Regions from separate parts of the Mustela erminea genome. Here region 2 is linked to region 1. The links are chromatin contacts, called in public Hi-C maps. All regions are on one chromosome and are shown on one strand. Each heading gives the region's core, a stretch centred on a gene start, on an enhancer-like site or on the middle of the called end of the contact. The rest is flanking DNA. Distances are from core to core; before and after follow the strand shown.

Region 1 (6,536 bases), core at 2,771-5,270:
CAGTCGGCGAACTCGAGGGCATTGGGGACGGTGGCACTCAGAAGGATGATGGAGACATGGTCAGGGAGCATGATGAGCACCTCCTCCCACACAACCCCACGCTGGGCACACAGAAAGAACACCACTCACCAGCAGCTCAGAGGGGGCTGCCCTTCTTCCCTAGGGATGCGCACAGGGTTCCATTTGGGGGGCAAAGAAGGCAGTAAGGTCCACAAGGGTGTGTGATCTAGGCCCACAGGAGAGGACTACTAGAGCCTGGGGCCCCAGTGCCTCCTACCTCAGCATCATTGATGTAGTGAACCTCATCAAAGATGACCCACTCCAGGTCCCGGATGACATCTGAGCCGCTGTACAGCATGGAGCTGGGAAGAAGAGGCCACAGGCTGACTCACCAGGGGCTCCTGACCCCACCCTGTTCTCAGTGAACATGCTGTCTGAAGCAGCCTCACCTTCCTGACCAAAAATCCACCCGTGTTGAGTGCCTATCTCTCACCGAAGGATCTCTGTTGTCATAATGAGGCAGGAGGCCTCTGGGTGCAGCTGCACATCCCCAGTGAGCAATCCCACATCCCCGAATGTGTTTCGAAAGTCTCGGAACTTCTGGTTGCTCAGGGCCTTGATGGGCGATGTGTAAATGGTGCTGGGAAGAGGACATGAAGTCAGCCGGTCAGCACCCCCACAGGCCTCCCGGGCAGCACGCCTCTTCCACCCTGAGCCCTCCCAGAGGCATGCCAGAGCCCACGTGTCCCCGATCTTCCCCAAACTGCCTTCACATTCTCCTTCACGACACAACCCCACAGAAACTCTGTAGCCCAACCCCTTCCGAACCTGACGCGGGTCTTCTAACCCCTCTCCCCACCACACCCTCCTGCTTCGCTCTAGTCCTGTCTCCGTTTCTCCCCAAACCTCTCATCTCAACGAGGAGGGAGAGGCGGGGAAGAGATAACAAGCAGAAAGGGTGTGGGAGAAGCCCAGACCAGCTGGTGAAAGGGGAGTCCGGGGAGGGGACCTGTACCGAGTCATGTGTTTCTGGGCAAGGGCAATGGCATATTCAGCCACAACCGTCTTCCCCGCAGATGTGTGAGCCGCAACGAAGACAGAGTCATGCCGCTCCAAGTGCAGGATGGCCTGCTTCTGGAACACATCCGGCTCAAATGCCCACTGTGGGAGAGAGAAACAGATGGCAGCTAGAGAAGGGAAAGGGACCCACCCTCCTGCCTCCTACTCCTGGGGCGTGCAAGGTGGCAGTTGCATGCCAGAGTGAAGAAAGGCCAGGACTGAGGTCGAAGAAGGACCTAGAAGGCATCTGGCCTGGGCTGGCAGAGGAAATGAAGTGAACAGTGGGAAAGAGGTAGGTGAGGATGTGAGGACCAGGCCAGCCTACCTGGAAGGCCGGCTGGGGAATGAGGCGGTAGAAATCACCAACAGGGGAGGTGACATCCACAGGAATCGCCCACTGCTCCTGAGGCAGGGGTTTGGGGGGCTCTGGAGGGGATACAGCTGGGGATGTTTCCTGCAAAAGCCGTGGAAAGGAGTGATAAAGATACAGTCAAATAGCTCTCCATTACCACCCCTCCCAAAAGATGCTCCCGTCTTCCTCTTAGACCCAACCAACCCAGCCACCCCACCTCACCCTCAGCCCCCCAGTAAGGCCCCTTCTTTCCTGCCTCAACTGCCCAGAACCACCAACCTTCAACACTAGGTCCTCCAAGCTGCTTGCTCGGGCCATGGAAGCACTGCAGGGGGAGGCAGACACAGTGTCCCCTCTGGGAATTCCTGGCTGTCCAACTGCCTCAGTTTCATCCTCGTCTCCCCCACCCAAATCCAGAGGCTCCAGCAAACGGCTGAGGCTGAGCAAGCCAGAAGCTGGAGCTGGGTGATCTGAGGAGCAAGGAAAAAAAGGAAACCTGGTCATATCCATCTCTGTTCTACAGGAGAAGGGCACCACTTCTACGCCCCATCTCAAAGTTAAAACTCACCCTTTGGTGTAAAGTCCACACCTTTTTTGAAGCCAGGCGGAACAGTAAGAAGATCTGAAGGACAAGGACAGACAGAATCACCACTACTACACAAAGTCACACAAGTCACACGTTACTCAAACCTACAGGATGCCATTAACAGCACAGATGCTGAAAATGGGATACTTAGGACAACTTTCTGACAGGTGACAGTAAAGACTGTTATGACAAGGATACCTTTCCCTAATTGTCTCAAAGACACAGAAGGGCAAGGAGCAGCCTTATGATAGGCTGGGGCCCCTCTTCATCAGGGCCGAGACTCACAGCCCCACTCCCAAGGGTCCATGCCCACACCACCTCACCTTGCTCAAAGTCTATCTCCTCCTCAGCCTCCTCCCGAGTGCTCAGATCTGTTATGGTGGGCTCATCCATCCCACCTAGGGAGAGGGTGGACAAAAAGGGATTCATGGGGTGCGGGGGTGGAGTTACAAGATGGGTGGGGAACCCTTCCTGAAGACTGAGGGCACTCTCCCCTACCATTCCATTTCCATAAAAGTCACCTGGCCAGAAAGGGTACTGTGTTGGATTCCCCCACAGGGACTGGGAGATGGGCCCTGGGGGCCGGCGAAGAGACAAGGAGGTGGTGGCTGATAGGTTCGTATTCTCCAACAGGACCTGAGGCAAAAGACCACAACCCCAGTGAGGCTGAGATTGCCTCTGATCCCTTCCCTACTCTGCTTCTTGTGGTCTCTGACCTCTTACCTCTTTGTAGCCCAGAATCTGGCCTGTGGTTGGGTGTCTCTGGGCCTGAAGGTCGGAGGGCACTGGGGCCCCCTGTGTGGCCAAGAGTGACCAGGGATCCATTTTCCTCTGCCATTTTCTGCAGAAAAGGAAAACAATTTTCAGGTGTTCCTTCTTTCCTGTGCCAGTTTTCTTCAGGGGCCTACCTCCCTAGTCCAGACTCCTCACCGGGCGGAGTGTTCCACACCATGCAGAGGCAACCAGGCTGGAGATGACAAAAACAGCTGTTCTGCTTCCTGCTGCAGATCTGGGGCACATGGAGGGAGGCCGTGGGGAAGCTGGTAAAGGATAAGATGAGAAACATTAGGTAAAGATAGAGCATAAGACACAGACAAAAAAAGAAAGTGATAGAATTTGTGTTCAAATCAGAAGCAGCAGACATTCCTGACCAAATAGGACAACCAAGCAGAAACAGTATCTTCCAAAGATCATCCTGTCTTCCAGGGTAAACTACCTGCTACTGATTTACCAGCAACAACAATTACTGATACATTACAATACAACACAAAATACGGTAATTTCACAATCTCTGGGATTGGGTTTAGGAATTTGTATTCTTAAAAATCCCCACCACTAATTACAAGGTACACTTAAATTTGAGAATCACTAGTCTTAGGGAAAGGGGGCCCAGAACTAAGGATGAGGCAGGGTCTCAAAGGCTAGTCATCAACCAGTTCCTTGGTGCTTAGAGACAGAAGGTGACTCCAGAGAAAAAAGACACATTTGAAAAAGTAATTCTCAGAGCTCAGGTATCCCCAGCACTCCCTGCTCTGTCTACGCATGAGCTCTAACCCATAGCTGGTCCACTGGGCTGGGGTCTGTTCGGCACAAGGCAGGCCCAGATGACAGGAGTCCAGAAACAGAAGAATGAGGTTACGCTAGAGTCCAACAGTAAGGAGAATTGAGGAGGTTTGAAGGTCAATGTTAGGGTCAACATTCACTCACGGTGCTCTCTGGTGCCCCAGGCACATTGAGCAGCTCCCAGCGCCCCGTGCATCCCAGCTCCACCGGCCGAAGGGGCAGATCCAGGGGATCTGGAGGAGGTAGCACTACAGAGGGAAGGTCAGAGATCAGAGGTCAAGGGGTCACCCCTGACTACTCCTTCGTTCCACCCCCTCCCCCTCACCGAGTCGCTCGGTCTCCATCATCTTGGAGCCACGGCAGCGGCGGGGCAGACCGGAAGTGCAGCAAGAAGCCGTGGAGCGAGCCCCGCCCCAGAATGGGCGGAAGTGGAGGCGACTTCCGTCACACACAGCCGGGGAGGACAGAGATGAGCGTTACAGAGAGGCTGACCTGAGCCGGGAGGGGCGGACACCGCCGGGCGGAAGTGTCTGGCTTGGGCCGCCTTGGTTACCGCGTTCTCCGCCCCTCGCTACGTCATCGCTCTGAGCCGGCTCTCCGTTGCCCGCGCGGGCGCCGCCCGAGACCGTGGGACACCCCCCCGGGTTACCGCCCCCTCAGGTAAGGTCTTCTCCTTCTCACCCTTCGCCCCTTTATTCCGAGCTCCTTCTCTTCTTCCCCTTTTGGTTGCTCTGAGAGCGCTGCGCGGGTTTCACCGCCTCCTGTGCCGTTTGGACCCCGCGGTTGCTATACCCCCAGCGGGGGTAGGGGGTGTCTAATGCCATCGTCTTGACGGCGGAAGGGGTGCTTCCCCTTTCCCGGGCCACTTGGTTCCTCAGCGCTGGTGGCCGTGATTGCTGGAGAGAAGAGGGAATGCTGATTGATCCCGACGAGCGGGGGCTTGGACAGCAGCCTGGTTTAAGCAAGGGGTAGGGAGAGGCAAAAGACAGGAGTAGGTAGGCCTGGAGGGGTGCGGTTGGGTACTTTGTGGACGGCGTGTGAACCCTGGGCGGTGACAGTGGAGAAAGATGTCTTGGGCCCTGCCCCTGAACCAGGAGCCACCATGTTGGTGATACCCCCCGGACTGAGCGAGGAGGAGGAGGCTCTGCAGAAGAAATTCAACAAACTCAAGAAAAAGGTGAGGGAGTGTGTGGAGGCGTGGCCCAACCTTTCACAGACTCTACACTCTTGAGAACACCTGGGGTGAGTGTGAGGGGTTGGGGGGGGGCGGTTCTTCCAGCTCATACCTGGAGACTTATCTCCTCTCAGTGTAGCCTCATAATTGGGCTTTTTCCCAAGTCTTGGTGTGTACCTTCTCTTCTGTGCATTCTGCCATGCAGCTGTCTTCCTTTTCCGTGGCTTTTAGTACCACCGAACGGGTGGTAGTCTCCAGGTTTGTTTTTTCACTTCTACCCAGTCTGTTAGTGATAGCCCCTAGGTACCCAGTGTTGCAGCTGTCATCTTCCTATCTACTCTAATTTAGTTCCTTTTCTTGATCTTCCAAATAGGAGTGACCACAGTCAGTTCTCCCAGGTGTTTGGAATCAAAATCTCATCTCTGACTTCTCCACTTTTTGCATAGTCAAATATTTGCCAAGTCTTCTTGATTCTTCCTTTGAAGTAATTTCTTTAGTTTATTTTTTCCTGTGTATTTCATAGATCAAGTTTTTGCTGACACTCATGTAGACTGCTGAATGGTTTCTCAAGAAGTTTCTCAGTGTTTTTTTTGAACAGATTTCCTTCATTCTTATTCAAATGAACTACTGAAAACAGAAAACTCTGCCTCTTTTTTTCTCAAAACCCGTAAGTGGTTTTTCATTGTCTATAAACCAAAGCCTTACCTTGGCATCCCTTTCTTGTCAAATAGAACTATTCACTAGTCCCAAAATGTGCATTCCCAAAGCCTTCTTATTTCTGCATCTTTGCCATTCTGTTTTCTTTGCATCCCTTTTCTTTCCATCTGTTTTGCGTAGATTGTACCCAGGGACCAGTTTAATAGCCATTTGGTGTCAGATAACCTTACTTGGTTTCAGCTACAAGCAGTCTGCATCTCTTATAATCATTCTTGATAATTGTCTCTAATCATCTTGTTTCTCAGGCTTTAAGCTTCTGGAGGGGAGAAACCATGTCTCATACTTTTGCATCCCTCTGTTACAAAGTTATGGTGTGTTCTTGTTAAACATACAGGGGATGGATGGATGCAGCCCCTGAGAAAGGCACGTAGGCGTATACTTACTTGCAGCTTGTATCTTGGGGCTCTGGTCCATGGCTGAAATCCTTGTCTTCAACTTCAAAACCCTGGAAAGCCTTTGGATACCCTGGTTTGGTAGATTAAGTATTGCTGGTTTTGTAGATGATCCGGTGGACCATGTGTGAGAGGCAGGGCTGCCTCAGCATACCACTCCAGGGACACCATTTTTACTGTTTCCTGAGAAAGGTGTCCCCTGGAGTGAGGTGCCCAGGGACCTTGGGAGCGGACTAGGCCAGGGACTGGCCCTCACCAATTCCTTTCTTCTCACTCTTGTTCCCAGAAAAAGGCATTGCTGGCTCTGAAGAAGCAAAGTAGTAGCAGCACAGCCAGCCAAGGCGGAGTGAAACGCTGTGAGTGACAGGGGAAATGGGGATAGACTGGAAGTGGGCATCATGGGGCAGACATCTCCCACAGCTTGGCCAAAATAATGCCTCCTTCCCTCACCACTCCAGCACTGTCAGAGCAGCCTGTGGTGGACACAGCCACAGCAACAGAGCAGGCAAAGCAGCTGGTGAAGTCAGGAGCCATCAGTGCCATCAAAGCCGAGACCAAGAACTCGGGCTTCAAACGTTCTCGAACCCTAGAGGGGAAGTTAAAGGTGAGCAGAAGCAGAATGATTGTTCAGGGGACCCTTGACTTCAGAGGGCATGTTTCCAAGTTGGAATGGAGGTAAAATGGGGGAAAATA
Region 2 (6,536 bases), core at 1,046-3,545, 270 kb after region 1:
GCAACAAGAGAGGAGAGAAACAGACCAGAACAAGGGTGGGGGTGGAGGCAATGAGGCAGGGACAATACAGTGCCTAGTCAGAAAGTGTGCAGGGAAGTCTACCCTTCATTCTTCTTGTTGCAAGTTCAGTCTGGGTCTTAAGATAGGCACAGGATGTGATCTACAACCAGATCTAAATGGGGGCAGGTGACCAGACTGACAAAGGATTTGAAAGATGAGGGGGGATGACAGGCTCCGGTGACAGGAAAGGGATGAGAAAGCCACTGTGCCTTCCCCAGGCCAGCCTGGGAGATTCTGAACTCATTATTTTCTAGGAGAGGCAGCACTGCCAGTTTCTGGGAAAGAAAAGATCCCAAAGCCACAGTCCTGCTGCGGAAGGGAGGTCAGAGAAATCAAAGAGCAGAGAGCATGGGTGCTCTAGGAGGGCAGCACAGGGGGCTGTGGTGTTAGAGAAAAGATGCTGGAATGGAGTGAAATCCAGGAAGCCTAAGCCATCAGGGCCTAGCGCAGGGAAGAACCAAAAGTCCTGAGTTGTTGAGGAACAAATATATGTGACGTAGGTCAGCAATGGACAAGTTCAGGTTCAGGGGCAGGATGGCCAGGGGGTCCAGGCCTTTGGGCTCCTTCCCAACATGGAAGCTGCGGAGGGGCAGTGAGAGATTCAGGGCCTGGTAGAACCACTGGATCTGGGACTCGGACAGGGGCAGGGGCAGGGCCCAGGCCCCAGCTGGGGGATCAGCCAGGGGATCAGGCAAGGAGCTGTGGACCTGGGGACTAGACCAGGAGTTGCAGTAATCATACTGGCAGCACTGGGCCTGGTACCAGTATTCTGAGAAGTAGGTATTACGTTTTTCTTGGCAGCGGTAAGAATTATACTGTCCACAGCCTCGGATGAGGAAACGAATCTTGGTATCTGGAGAAGAGGGAACAGCTGGCTAGTAACCTCCACTGCCTCCCAGTCCCCAAACCTGTTATCCTTACCCTAGACTCTCCCCATGCCTCACCCAGACCCGACTTCCATCCCAGACTCCTTCCCTCTGAAGGAAGGAAAAACGGGCTCAGCAGACCTCCCTGGAACCCTAGACCCCTCCTTCCAGGATCCTGCTGTCTTCCTCTTGCACCCCAGGCCCTAAGCAGCCTTCATCTGAGAGGAAAGGTGACCAGGCCATGGGCTATCCCAACAGCAGCCCCTTCCTGGGGCTTGACTCACCATAATAGATGGTGATCACCATACACGGTGACGGGGTGCTGATGGTGCACTTCTCTGAGCCTGAAATACACCCTGCAGAAGGGTCTTCTAAGAGGCAGAGGTGGCAGGTCCGGACTTCAGGAACAGGAGCTGGGGAAGCAGAAGACAGGTGGGATGGCAGTGTCGGCTCATTCCAAGTTCTGCTTGCGGGGAGCCCGTGAACCAGGGCAACAGCCCCACCCCATTCCAGGACTGTCACTTCTCCCTCCTCGCCCCTGGGCCCCACTTACCTTTTCCCACTGCGAAGCCCACTATGACCAGCACACCTACAAGCATGTGCACCTTCATGATGGAATTCTGGGGAGAAGGGCAGTCCCTGAGGGGTATCCTGAAACCCCACCTTCCTGTGACCATGCTCTTTGGATCCTGAGCTGCAGGGTGGTTTTAGTAGACAGTCTGAGCAGGAGCTGTAGACGCAGAGCTATATTCCTCAGCTGGGGGGAGGAAGTTATTAACTTGGCTGGAGAACGGCATGTCCTCACCCACAAGGTCGGCTTCCTGAATGTGGGAGCAGTGTCCCAGACAACACCTGGGCCTTTATCCAGCTGTCTATTATTCTCATGCCCTGAAAAGATCTATGCCCACACCTCAAGGGTCCATGGATCAGCTTCTGTCTCTGGTACCATATGCTGTCCTTCCCACAGCAGAACGGTCCCTACTGCGCTGGGAGAAACTTTGGCCAGGCACCCAGGGTCCCCATCCTTCTGAGAAGAGCATATCTCAGTTCTCCCAGCAGGGGGCGCACAGACACCACCCTGCAGCAATTGGGGACCTTGTCCCTCTCCACCCCTTACAGTTCTGTTTACTTCAGGACCACTTGCCCTGTAAAATCAAAACCAGAAGATTCTGTTGTTGGTTATACTACTTACGGTACAAATAAATAAACAGCCTTAGGTGGCTGAAAAAGAACGAATATGTCTCTAGACTTTGAAATCTCATTTTCCCCTCGGGCTGTGGCCTTGCACATCTCCGCATTCAGTACTAGAAATTCTGCTCTGCTGCTAAAAACCTCACCCAAATCCACTGGGCACCAATCTGTGCTGGTTTTCAACTTGAGGAGGGTGGGCTGGGCCATGAGGGCCCCTAGAATCAGGCACAGCAGTACCCTCCCGTCCCCCAACCCCAAGCACCAGCAGACCAGCTCATGGCCTTTTCTTCCACTTTATTTCATATTCCCACCACAATAATGACTCCTTTAATTTAAACTAAAAACCATAGAGGGATCCTGAAAGGGTGGCAGCAAAGGATCGGAGGTGTCAAAGACTGAGGGTCAGGTGGGATGGGGAGTCAGCGAATCGTCTTGACTGGGCTCTTGAAGTTGCTGGCGGCTTGGAGCTGCAGTTGGTAGGCCATTGGATGGATCTTGAAACCGTAGAGCCTGGGCCGGGGCAGAGGTCAGAGAGGCAGCAGTGTGAGCCCCACCCTGTCCCTGCCAGTGGCCTGAGTTTCCACCTCCCCACCCTAACTTTTTCATGGGTCTGCTCAGTGCTTAAGAATAGTGGCTCTCAAATGTCTTCCCTCCAGGATACTGGGAAACGTACTTTAAACAGCCATTAAAACTCAAATTCTGGGCTACATGTCAACACACACACACACACACACGTATGTATGTGAGTGTATGTTTGTGTGTGTGCAGATCGGCACTTGTTTCAATATAATACCAAACTGTTCTTCCCAATAAACATGATGTTCTGGGAAAATAAATCACACTTGTTCCTGGCAAAAAGTTGAACACCCAAGATGATGACAAAAACAGCTACCATTTTAAATGGTGCTTCAGGTGCCAAATGTTTTTCAAAAGCAACTATTTAAATATACCTTATCGGTCAAGTACTATCATCATCCCCATTTCACGGATAAGGGAACCGAGGCACAGAGAGGCAAATACCTTTCTCAAGGTTACATGCTCTGAGAAAGGCAAACCTCAAGAAAGGACCATGCCCTGTCTTCCCTTCTCTCTAGGGAATCCCGAACCTTTCCTTTGACCCTGGTTGATTCTATCCCTGCTCCCCACCTGGGCACAAACTGGTTGGCGGGCCGCTTAGGCCGGTACTCGGGGTGCACCATGAAGAGCATGTGAGGGAAACCGGTGCCGAAGTAGGCGCCGTCCGTGTGATGGTGCCTCGATGACTTGGGTGTGTACACGTCCATGCACTTGGGGCAGTAGAGCTTCACCATGGCCTCACCTGGGATGTCCGAAAGGCCTGGGAGACAGCCAGACTCAGCAGGCCGGGCACCCCCAAGCCTGCCCCACCTCCCTCCAAGACTCAGGCCCAGACTTGCTGAGCCCCAAATCCTTCCCAGGAGTACCAGCCACTTGATGTGGCCTCCTTTCCCTTCTCCAGCACTCACCGATGGGAAGCATTGGCTGGTTCTCACAGTACACACGGGGACAGTAGCCAAAGTCTCCCTGCTGGTACTTTTCCAACTGAGGCGAATAAAATGAAAGGGGTTGGTGGGTAGGTATGAACAGAAGAGGCAATCCCTTCATCAGCCCAACCCACATTGCTCTGTCCTCCACTCCTGCCTTTCTGTCCAGAGACCCCTTCAAGCTGGCCCAAATGGGCCCTCATACTCTCCTGCTTCCTCTGGAGGTTAGGCAGGTTACAGACCATCAGAGCCATTCGCTGTTTGTTCCCTGAGGAAGAGGCAGACTGCAACAACTTCCTGTCCAAGGTCACGTCTCCCTCCCTGTAAACACCTCAGTCAGCACAACTCCAATTAGGAGTTAATTCCCAGTCCCTGTATCTGGGGTTCTTCCCCTCGTCTCAGCTACATTCCTTGACAAGGTTGAAAACACGTTGACTCCTCGCTGCAGGAACCTCTGCTTCCCTTACTGCCTCAGAGGAGTCAAGTGGGAGCAGAGAGGCCTCACCATCTGGGCGATGCCACGGTTGGTGAGGATATAGCGGGCGTGGATCAATCCATAAAGCATCTCGGCTGCCTGCTCAATCAGGTCGCTCTGGTTGGGGTTGTCTTCCAGCTCTTCATCTGAAACATGGCCCCAGCTGATTGAAACCACTTGTCTTACAGCTTTCTTAGAGGTCCCACCCACCTCCAGGGGCTGCTGGCTACAGTTTGCCTGGCACTTCATCTCTGCACCACCCATCACCTGGGCATTTGACCCAGAAACTCCATGAACCCAAGGCAACTCTGCCTTCTCTCTACACTTCTTTAGCCTTTTCTCTCTTCTTTCCCTCCCGACTCTCAACAAATAAATGAAAAATAGCATTGCAAAAGATGGCACTCTAGACTAAAAGGTAAGGAAATGAGACCCATGGGGAAACTAGCATCAGGGGATAGAGCCAAATTACAGGATCAGGTGGTGTAAGTCACAAAACCAGGCAAAAATCAGATGGGGGACGAAAATGAAGGACAGGACTTTGGATAAAAGGAGTCGGAGACCAAAAGAAAATTTGTAAATTCAAGAAGCAAATAAATAAGAATATGAAAACAAAAACAAAAACAAAAACCCATGCACACACAAAACAACCCCGAAGGTGCCTCACCAGGCTCCAGGTCCAAGATCATGTCTAGAGCTTGTCGATAGTGAGGCACCTGCTCATTGAGTCCAGTGAGATTGAATTTGTCCTGGATGTAGTCCTCATCCACCTGTCAGGATGTGGAAGTCAAGAAACTCATAGCAGAATCCTCAGCTTTGACCTGGGCACATTGCTCTAACTGGTGACTTATTCTCAACACAACTGCTTCTGTTTCCCCTCATAACCCAATTCCAACTCAGCAGAACTACTTGAGTCTCTCTCCCCTGTTCACGTACACTGCCTTTCCATAAAAGCTTTTACTTTTTTTTTAAACAGCTATAACAATCTCCTCCTTAAAGAAACATTCCTTTCAAAATCCTGGTTCCTACTCCTGCCCCACATCTCTACAAATCTATTTTGTCCTCTCCTTAGGGGAAACAGCATTTCCAAGGAAAGTGGAGACTGAACAGCTTGCGTCCTGTGGGCAGGCAGTTACAATCCTTTGTATTATCGGCACACAACTTTGCACGTTACAAAATATTTTCACAAACAACATTTTAATTCTAACAGACTCCCAAAATATGGGCTAGCAGTAGCAGTCTAATAATAATAATAAAGTTGACTTGTCCAATGTTACATTGCTGGAAGATAACAGGCTTGGGACTTGGACAGTCTTGCCACTTCACAAGTTAGTGAAGGGGACTACTGAAGGGACTTTTCCTTGACAGGAAAAAGTTTCCATAACAGCCTGTAAGAGAAGTGGAAACTAAATATGTGGGAAAAATACATAGCCAAACTTGGTGTGGAGATGCCCGGGAGACCGAGGAGAACTCACTTCACAGAAAAATTCATTGCCACGGAGCCCACAGAACCAGGAAATCCAGGACACCTCCTCTGAGCTGCTCATCTTCACGTCAGCTGGGGGGAAAAAAGGGTCTAAGTAAAGCCCAAGCTCTCCCACCCAGCCTCTGGTATCCTCCCTCCTCCCACACTTTGCTCTCCAACAATGAAAGAATTTGGGGCCACCTTTCCTTAAAGGATCCTAGACTCTGGAGCACCCCTCTCCAGTTCCAGTTATTCACACCTCAGCCCCTTTTCTGAAAATACAGATTCTCTGGAGTCCCATCACTCTTCGAGTCCCACCACTTTGGACAGGTATTAACCATCAGTCCTACCCATATCCCTAACGCTGCCGAAGACCTGTTCCCTTTCCTCTTCATGTCAACTCGGGCAGGGCCGTCGGCTCAAGATCCCTACCCCACAGGTCTCTGCATGTCCCCTGCGCCTTTCCCAAAGGTTTCGAAGTTTATCCTTTCCAAGCAAAGGTGGGCCCCTTTTTCTCTCACGGCCTGGGGGTCGCCGTGAGGTCCCGTTCACAGGAGTCCCCACAACCCGCCTCCGCCCCTCCGGCCATCCCTCCCAGCCTCAGCGCCCGACCGGGTCACTTCCTCCCCCACCCCCACATCAACGCTCGGAGACCCCATGTGCCGCGCCTAAGGACAGGGAACTCGCCGCGGCGACGACCTCAGACTCACCGGCTGGACGGGGACCGGGAACAGGGCGGGGGAGGGGAGTTGCCGCTTCCAAGGAACCGCGAGGGCTACAACGCAGGCCACAGACCCGACCGCGGCAGCCGAAGTGGGGTGGGGGGGGTGGAAATTGGGGAGGGTGGGGAAAGGGCAACGCGCAAACGCCAAGGGTCGGGAGCCGCAGTGAACGCCGGGAAATGAAGTCCCTAGTAGAGAGAAACTGGCGAAACGAGAGAAAGGCGAACTACGAATCCCAGGATGACTCAAGAACGACCC

The links. A called contact is a pair of places that touch in the nucleus more often than the background predicts.
Region 2: a Hi-C map of spleen shows a contact between it and region 1, with 10 times the contacts expected there. The contact joins the promoter of LY6G5B here to the promoter of NELFE in region 1. A contact is called at or near these places in 2 of 3 Hi-C or Micro-C datasets (skeletal muscle and spleen).

What each region holds. Positions count from the first base shown.
Region 1 is chr4:121,860,069-121,866,604 of mMusErm1.Pri, forward strand. It overlaps NELFE (negative elongation factor E), which reads left to right and starts at 4,021. Exons shown (of 11, transcript XM_032340814.1): 1 at 4,021-4,220; 2 at 4,655-4,737; 3 at 6,130-6,199; 4 at 6,302-6,447. The coding sequence starts at 4,663. SKIV2L (helicase SKI2W) reads right to left here and starts at 3,996. Exons shown (of 28, transcript XM_032340801.1): 1 at 3,886-3,996; 2 at 3,705-3,808; 3 at 2,928-3,037; 4 at 2,721-2,838; 5 at 2,519-2,633; 6 at 2,321-2,395; 7 at 1,980-2,033; 8 at 1,691-1,881; 9 at 1,385-1,513; 10 at 1,016-1,161; 11 at 494-640; 12 at 278-362; 13 at 1-101. The coding sequence starts at 3,907.
Region 2 is chr4:122,132,457-122,138,992 of mMusErm1.Pri, forward strand. LY6G5B (lymphocyte antigen 6 complex locus protein G5b) reads right to left here and starts at 2,296. Exons shown (of 3, transcript XM_032340875.1): 1 at 1,480-2,296; 2 at 1,211-1,339; 3 at 1-913. The coding sequence starts at 1,603. The coding sequence ends at 495. CSNK2B (casein kinase II subunit beta) reads right to left here. Exons shown (of 7, transcript XM_032340873.1): 2 at 5,567-5,649; 3 at 4,759-4,861; 4 at 4,125-4,240; 5 at 3,602-3,677; 6 at 3,264-3,453; 7 at 2,399-2,627. The coding sequence ends at 2,537.